Regions from separate parts of the Sus scrofa genome. Here region 1 is linked to region 2. Evidence: chromatin contacts called from public promoter capture Hi-C data. All regions are on one chromosome and are shown on one strand. Each heading gives the region's core, a stretch centred on a gene start, on an enhancer-like site or on the middle of the called end of the contact. The rest is flanking DNA. Distances are from core to core; before and after follow the strand shown. Region 1 overlaps LOC110262000 (a long non-coding RNA gene). Region 2 holds the start of TLE3 (transducin-like enhancer protein 3).

Region 1 (4,127 bases), core at 712-3,211, 330 kb before region 2:
AGGGCTGGCTGCACGAGCCTCCGAAGGCAAAGCAGACAGGCCTTCAGACCCTAGGCCACCACGGCGGCTCCTCCACAGAGGCGTGGCAGCCTGGCTTTGATGCTCCATGGAGGTTGGGAAAACGGGAGTTTCCAGGAGGGAAGACACCCACAGCAGGCCGCGCTGCCCACAAGCCAGGAGCGTGAAGAGTGCTCCAAGGGACTCAGGAGAAAGGACCCCAAGGTGGACAGAGTTCTCTGGGAACCATTGCTTGTCTCTAGAGCTCTCTGCAGGTCCCCGTCCAGGCGGGTTGGGCTGGGTCTGGGCTGAGGAGACAGGAAGTCATAGCCCCATCATCTGTCTGTCTGGGAGTATCTTGCTAGCCTGTGTCGGGTCCTGTCCCATGAGGAGCCTCAGGGCGGGGTGGTGTCTCCTGGGTGCACAGCAATGGATCCAGCTGTAGAAAATGCTTCTTGACACCCCTGGCCGCTCCAATTCACCAGGTGTGAAATACTCACTTCCTCTACCGTCCAGACAGAGCCAAACCAGCAAAGTTTGGTTGAAGCCAGTTCGGTCGGCCTTTGCCCCCACCTCCTTGCCCTGCCCATTTGCTCTGGGCAAGACTGGGGTTGGTACTGAGAGGCTGGTGCCAGTGCCCCTGGGGGTGAAACATCTTCTTGGGTCTGGACACTGAGGTCACCCCAAGGCATGGGAAGGGTCCTGAGGGTTTCATTCCTGAGCGGGAGGACTCTAAGTGGGCGTGGGAGTCAGTGGTGCGTAGCCAGGCCTGGGTGGGGAGTGGGTAATGATGCTGACCTGCAGCTCATCATCAACCCTCCCGTCTTCCTGCTCTGTGCAGAGCAGCCTGAGGCTTGCTGAGGGGATGTATTACCCTCCTCTGGGGGCTGTCTAAGGGGAAAGCTGGGTTCCCAAGACCCCCTTGAGGCTTTGGGGTCCAAGCCACTTTGCAGGGATCAAGCGCTTACTTGGGATCCAAGGTTGAAAGTGTGAGGGTGGAGGAGGAGAGAGCCTAGGCAGGGCCTCTGACATGAGAGGTGATGCAGAGGGCCTTCTACAGATGGTAGGACCCCAGGCCCCCAGCCCAGGAGCAAGCACCAGTCCTAGGATCACCCTCCATTGGAGGTGGTGGGCTGTGAATTACTGCCCAACAAGTTTCACCTTCCTTTCTTCCCATCCAAGTATCCATCCATCCATCCATCCACACTGAGGGTTTGCTACATGCCAGACTCTGACCTAGACTTTGGAAGTGATAGGTAAATGAAGACATGGTCCCTCTCCTCACAGACTAGAAGAGAGACTGACAAGAAAGGAAGTGGTTTTGATGGAGGGGGTGCAAAGTGGTTGGGCCCAGGCAAACTTGGTGGGAAGCCTGGGTGAGCCCCTCCCTGGGGGCCAAGGGAAGACTTCACAGCAGAGAGGGTATTTGACCAGGTTCCTGAAGGATCAGCCAGGCAGGAAGGAGAGGGAGGAACATTACAGGCAAAGGAACTAGCTTGTGCAAAGGCACTGGGGCATCTGCGAGCTGGATATGTGGTGTGTCTGGCAAACTGTCGAGGGGGATATCCATGTCAGTGGGGCAAGGAGGAGGAGATGGTGCTGGAAAGGTAGTCTGGTCCAGAAGGAGGCAGCCTTGAACACCGAGCTAAGGAATGAGGACATGTCCCGTGGCCGTGGAGCATTGGTGCGTGCCTGCCTCCATGGCTGGCTGTCCTTTGAGGGTGTCTGAACCACCTGGCCTTGCCCCTTGCTGGGGTCTCCATCCCTGTGCTGTCCCCCTGTCCTGCTACTGCCCAGGTTAGGGTGATGGCCACGCTGAGATGACAAGCATGTGAGGAGACCTATATGGCCGGGGGGCCTGAAGCCCTGAGACTTGGGTGGACTCCCAGCTTCTCAGGAAGGGCCGGCCTGAGCTCATCTCTACTCCGGTTGCACCTCCACCCCAGCTGAGAACAAGGGAGCTCTTCCAAGTGGATTCCTTGTCTCTGCTCCCAAGCAACCCCACTGGCACTTCCTTTGCCAGAGGGGAGCAGGTTTCAGGCCCGCCCTCCATCGTCACTGCTGCCCAACTTCTTGGCATGGTGCTGTGGCGCCTTGTTATCTCCTGCTTTGTGCTGTCACCTTTTATTACAAAACCTTCAGAAGTTCTTCGAATCGGCTTGCCGGTTATCGCGCTCCCCACAACCGCTTGCATGAGCCTCTGAGCCTCAACCGCAAGGCGACCACAGCACATCAGTGACTTCTGCTCTGAGCTGAGCCTGGGGCCCCTTTCCCTTGGCACCCCCAGCCCTGAGCTGGGCTCCCCATGCTTCTCTTTCTGTCTTTTTCTTCTGCTAAATCTTAGAAACTGAAGAGAAGCAGAGAAAGGCTTGAGTGAACCACTGAGGCCAGTCCATCAGGGAGATAAGCCCTGAGCAGGCCCCAGGGGCTTGGCTTAGAGGAAGGCCGGATGGGGGAGGGGAGGAAAGGGGGGCAGGGGGAGGGGCAGGATGTTCTGTCTGCTGAATCCACCTATTCTTCCCACAGAGCTCCCTCTGGCTTCCAGAAAGCAGCCTCAGCCAAGGAGCCTCTCAGGAGAGCAGGGAGTGAGGATGTGTGTGTGTGTGTGTGTGTGTGTGTGTGTGTGTGTGTGTGTCTGTCTGTGGAGAGAATGTGTGTGTGTCGGGGAGAGACAGAAACCCAGTATGACACAGAGGAGAATTTATGTGAGAGAGAAAATGAGACCATTAGTCTATATTTTCCTTCTCTTCCTCCTCTCACCCCTCTATTCCCAGTGACTGTCATAGGAGCTGCTTTATAGTAACTGCTTAGGACATGTTTTATTGAACAAATAGATAAATCAGGGCTGACATTCTACTACTTAGAGTAGGCCTGGCAAGGAGCATGTTAGGGGTTGAGGAATCCCTTGCCCCCTCTTTCCTCCAGGGTTTGCCCTATGAGGCTTATACACCTGGGCCACGGTTCTAAGCAGGCCCAGTCTCAGCCCCTTGTGGGCCGGGTGAGCACCTGTTTCCCCCACCACCACCACCTCCGAGCCACAGGAGTGAAGGACAGGGAGTTACACGGGGTAGCTCTGCCCCTGTTCCCCGGAGACCAAGCCCAGGACTGGTGGGCTCACCCTCAGATCATTAACTCCTCAGCTTCCTTCTCAGCTCCTTTCTAAGTGGGGAAGGAGGGGAAGCCTCCAGGAGCATGTGGGGGAGGGGCAGGAGGGGAGACGTTCCTTCTCACGTAACTTTATCTTTTGAACCCCAAGTGTTCCTCCTTCCATGTGGACCTCTGCTATTTTAGGAGAAATGAGTCCAATTAGATGAGTGTCTGTGATCCCCTCGTGGAGATAGAACAATGATGCTAACTGACAGCACTTTACAGTTGGCAAATCACTGTCATGGCCAGGATCCTGTGGGGGTGTCCCATCCACCTTGTGGAGTAGGTATCTCTTTCCTGTCCTACAGATGAGCAAAGGAGGGGCCTTGCTTAGGGCACCCCTATGCAAGCTGGGGAGCTGGGGACGAGGGAGCCGGGGAGCTGCACCCAGATTCCCAACCCAACCATGAACCGAGCCCTTGGGCCAAGAGGAGGAGGGGCCAGGAGGTTGAGGGCGGGACCAGGACCCGGGACTTTGGGGTTGAGCACAGCCACAGCCAGTTCAGCAGGAGTCTGGTTTTTGCTATTTTATATGTGCGCAGAAAAAGACATATGTTGGTTCACATACAATGTCAGGGGGCTCAGAGGTGCTCACCTGGGGTCAGAGAGGGAACCCAGAAAGGAAGAGGGGATAGTACTGAAGCCAGTGGGTAGCTCAGCCCTTCCCGGCCTCCAAGTAGAATTCTTGACTCACTGGGGGTGAAAGCAATTTCTAAAAAAAAGGGATTCCCCACCCTATCCCAAGCCCAGCACATAACGCGTGGCGTTTAGGAATGCTTGCTCTTTTAACAATTTGTTCTTAGCAACTGGAATGTGCCATGCAGTTTCTGACGATGAAGTCCCCAACAAATGTCTCAATGACGACTAGATCAAAGCAGCCACCAACAGTGTGTGTGAGAGAGGTAATAGCTATAAACTTCTAGTGTGCTATAAAATATAAAACTATACTTCAAGTCCTATAAAATGGACATAAATGTTGACTT
Region 2 (3,877 bases), core at 367-2,866:
GAGAGGAGTGCGGTTCGGGGCTGGCGGCCGGAGCGGGCGCAGGGAGGTTCAACTCCAAGGCGGGCGCTCACGTGTAACTCCCAACGCACCGGCCTCCGAGCGCCCGCTTGTTCTCAGCTCCTCATTAAGATGCAAAAGCGAACTCCAGCTCCTAATGAGGGGAAAATATAGATCCGGGGCCAACCGCGGGCCCCGGGGTTCGTGCAGGTCCGCGGAGATACTTGGGAAGGGGGGTACCTAGGGCCCACCTGGGCCCGTCCACTCGGCGGTGCCCGTGGGATCTGGGGCGCGGCCACTCCAGCCTTCCAGCCGCTTGAGGCCCATGTCCCCACGGCCCGTCTGCCCTGATGTAACCCCGAGTGCAGGCGATCGAGGCTATCTGTTTGCGGGCAAACTGGACCCAGAGTCGAGTGTGCAACCGCGCGGGGAGTCCCGGAGGCGCGGCGGCGGGGGTGGGAAGAGGAGCGCACGGGGGCGGATGAGAGTCTGCACCTCCCAGGGCGTCAAGGCTGGCGGCCGAGACACCTACGGGCTTGCACGCGCGCCCCTCCACAGGCTTCCGCCGACGCGAAGACCCTGCCGGGAGCAAGCTGAGAAATCCGGGACGGAACTCGGAGCTCCCGGGCCGCGGTGGGGCCAGCAGCCACGGCATTCCCGATTCCGCTTCCCCGGCCCCGACGCTCAATGAACAGCTGCGGCGAGGGCGTAGCCGTCTCCACCAGGAAGGAGCCCCGAGTGGGGATAGCGCGGGAGGACCCGAGTGTCCGCGGGCAGTCGGGCCTTTCCATCTGCTCTGCCCGCCAAAGGAGAGTTCCTTAGGCTTCTCCCCGCGGGCAGCCGCCGCACATCAAAGACGCTGTTTATTTGGCTTTCTGAAAAGGACGAATGAACAAAGAAGAAAAGCTGGGGGCCTGGGGTGGGGGGAGTAGGAGGGCAGGAGAAGGGGAAAAGAAAGGGACACCCTCAGTTCCGAGCAAAATTTTTTTAAGGTGGCAGGCAACTTCGGGAGCCACCATTTTATCGGTCCTAAATCTTGTGAAGTGAAAACATTAAAGTGACAAAGTGATTCTGTTTGTTTTATAGTATCTAATTGGGCTGCTTTGCAGACCTAATGAGATTAGAGGGAGGAATCCTTCGCCGCCTCTGCAGAATAAACTGATACATTACTACCAGCCACAGGTTTTGAGGACTGTACAGTTTGTCTTTTTTTTCTTTTGTTGTTATTCTTCTGTCTTCTCTCTTTCCCCTCCCGCCAAATAATTATTTGCTAGTAGATCGTGGGAAAAAAGAGCGGGGGGGGGGGAAATCCTTAGCAGCCCAGTACTATAATATATATCTATTTATTATATGTCTTTCGGTTAATTCCTGATCTGAGGAGCGCTGTTTTTCACTCCCCTGCGAAAGTCACCAGCGGGTAGGGCCTGATTGCTACTTTTCATGCATAGTTTTAGACACAAGAGGGCATTGTGACGTCGCGCCCGGCGGCGCCCAGTCGCAGGCCGAGTCCGACAGCCCCACGTGGGGACCCCGCGCTCCCATTGGTTAGCGGCTGGCGAAGCTGCCACATTATTTTGTTACTTTTCAGTCCCTATTTGGAACTGCTCTCGCGGCAGTTCAGACCTCGTGCTCGTCCCCCTCGCTTGTCTGTGTGTGGTATCCGCAGGTCCGGGGCACTTTTTTTTGGTGTGTGTGTGTGTGTGTGTGCGCGCGCGCGCGCGCGCGCGTCTGGGGGGATTGTCGGGGAGCGGAGAGGAGAGCCGGGCCGAGGGGAAGGAAGGAAGCCGCAGAGGTCCCCGGTCTCGGGCTGCGTCTCCCCTCCAGCGCTCTCCTGCTTGCGCGCTCGGAGGCGGCGGCGGCGGCGGCGGCGCCAAGCGCTCCTCGCTGGGGACCCGGCCCTCGAGCTGGGAGCAGCGAGGACCCTTTTGCGGCGGTTTCCTGTGCCTGCTGGAGTTAGGATGCCAGGGCGGTTGATTCCCACCTCCTGAGCGCGGAGTTTCCTCCTCGGCCCTGGGAAGGGCTCGCAGCGGCGGCGGCGACAGAAGCAGACTGAACAGCAGGCTCTCCTCTCCAAGGGGGGGCGTCGAAGCGCCCGCGCCGGGCTCCCGCCCTCACCCTCCGGCGCTCCTGCGGCCCAAGCCGCCACCTCGGTGCTTGCCTTCTTCCTCTTCTCGCGGAGAGCTGCCCCTGGGATCGGACCTGAACGCCCTGGATGCTCGGACTGCCCCGGCGCGTCCCCCTCCCGGCGCGACGCGCTGAGTGATCCGGAGGGCGCCCGCGCTTGCCCCAGGAGGGGCCCCGGACCTCGGGACCCCGCGCCGGACCCTCCGGGGTGACGACGATGTCCGCGCAGTCTCCGGCTCTGACGCGCTCCAGGCAGTGGGGGGAAGGCGGCCGGCTTCAGTCAGCCGAACCCTAGGTGCACAAAGCCCAAGCCCACCGCCCGGCCTCGGTGCCCGCCGACGACTTTGCCGCCTGCTTCTCGGCTCTTTGTCTCCGCTTGGGGCGGGCGCCTGACTCTGGGATTTCGCTGCGAGAGCGGGCTGGGGGGGCCGGGGGCGAGCTCTCGGTTTCCCGGCCGCCCCCCGCTCGGTCTTGGCTCCCCCCTCCCCCGCACCTCCCCGACCCGAGCTCTCCGCGTTTCTACGCTCTCAGAATCACGACCCCTCCCTGCCATGTATCCGCAAGGCAGACATCCGGTGAGTAATTGCAACTTGGTTTATTTAAGCATCTATCATGGCAGGGTAAACGAGGCAGTTTATCTGGCACCTCCATTTTGCTTGTTGCTACCTTTATGGTGTGTGTGGGGTGTGTGTGTGTCTGTGCGTATGTGTGTGCGCGCGCGCGCGCTCGCACAAAGGGGATGGGATGGGGGGGCGCCGTTGCGAGAGGAGGTTAATTCCGCTCGATTGGCGGGGGGGTTGGGGGGGGCTGCCAGTGTTCCCGGGGAACTGTTTGTTTTCACGCTGTCCTCCGCCCCCTCGCCTAAGTCTTCCAACTCACTCAGCCTGTCTCCCCCACCTGGGTCTTACTTGGGAAGGGGTGCCCCTTCTAAAAAGGAATGGGAGCCCCGCGGCCAATAGGGAGAGATCTCCCCCCCACGCCCCTTCGGAGAGCTGAGAAACTTGCTGGGAAGGTTCTGGGCCGTGAGGGTGGCCTCTCCGGTTGGGTGGGGGCGGGGGGAGACCAGAGGAAACCACCGAGGGGCCTGGACAGCTTGGTGCCCCGTCTGACGCCCCCGCCCCTCCCCTGTCTTGTCCTCGCCGGCTCCAGGCTCCCCATCAACCTGGGCAGCCGGGATTTAAATTCACAGTGGCTGAGTCTTGTGACAGGATCAAAGACGAATTCCAGTTCCTGCAAGCTCAATACCACAGGTAAGGTCGGTGGGGGCTGCCCCAGGGCTGGCGGGGCGGGGGAGTCCCCGCCGAAGCTCCTGTCACCCTCTCCTCTCGGGGACAGATCGGGCTCCAGACCCCGGGGCGGCGGGGCAGCCTGGGCCTCCGCCTTTTGTTTCCCCTTTCGGAGCGCGGCGCCTTAACCCCTTGGTGCGGGCAGCCTCTCGGATCCCCGCGCCGCACGCACAGTCCCCGGGGTGAGGATCCGGGTGGCGAGCCGACTCGCTCCGGGTTCTGGGGCGGGGGGCGGTCTTGAGCCTGAATCAGGATCCCACCCCTCCACCCCCACCCCCCGCCTCCGCAGCCCAGATAGGTTCACTCCTTGGGCCGCGCAAAGTTTCAAATTGTTTCACTCCCTCTCCGCGCGTCGGGGACCCAAGTCCCCCGCCGGCTGCAGAATGAGGGGGTAACCTGGGGGCACTCTACAAAGTGGCTAGGTGGCTGTCAGACGCCTTTGGGTTGGGGCCTCTGAGGAGGCTGTGCAG

Evidence for each region. Promoter capture Hi-C pulls out the DNA fragments that hold promoters and counts their contacts.
Region 1: a promoter capture Hi-C map of fetal liver shows a contact between it and region 2, with 2.1 times the contacts expected there. The contact joins the enhancer-like site here to the promoter of TLE3 in region 2. A contact is called at or near these places in 2 of 5 promoter capture datasets (fetal liver and liver), 6 of 47 Hi-C or Micro-C datasets (blood, mesenteric adipose tissue, omental adipose tissue and 3 more) and 2 of 2 datasets of contacts at active chromatin or transcription factors (alveolar macrophages and skeletal muscle).

What each region holds. Positions count from the first base shown.
Region 1 is chr1:168,183,120-168,187,246 of Sscrofa11.1, reverse strand. The region is part of intron 2 of LOC110262000 (a long non-coding RNA gene); the gene reads left to right. Among named protein-coding and RNA genes, the nearest start is that of UACA, 270 kb to the left of the region's middle. Within about 2 kb of position 1,961, at least 12 of the 83 cell types and tissues checked have an H3K27ac peak or open chromatin away from gene starts, as enhancers often do. A contact at or near this core is called in fetal liver, where this site is marked.
Region 2 is chr1:167,853,652-167,857,528 of Sscrofa11.1, reverse strand. TLE3 (transducin-like enhancer protein 3) reads left to right here and starts at 1,616. Exons shown (of 20, transcript XM_021100790.1): 1 at 1,616-2,696; 2 at 3,271-3,371. The coding sequence starts at 2,673.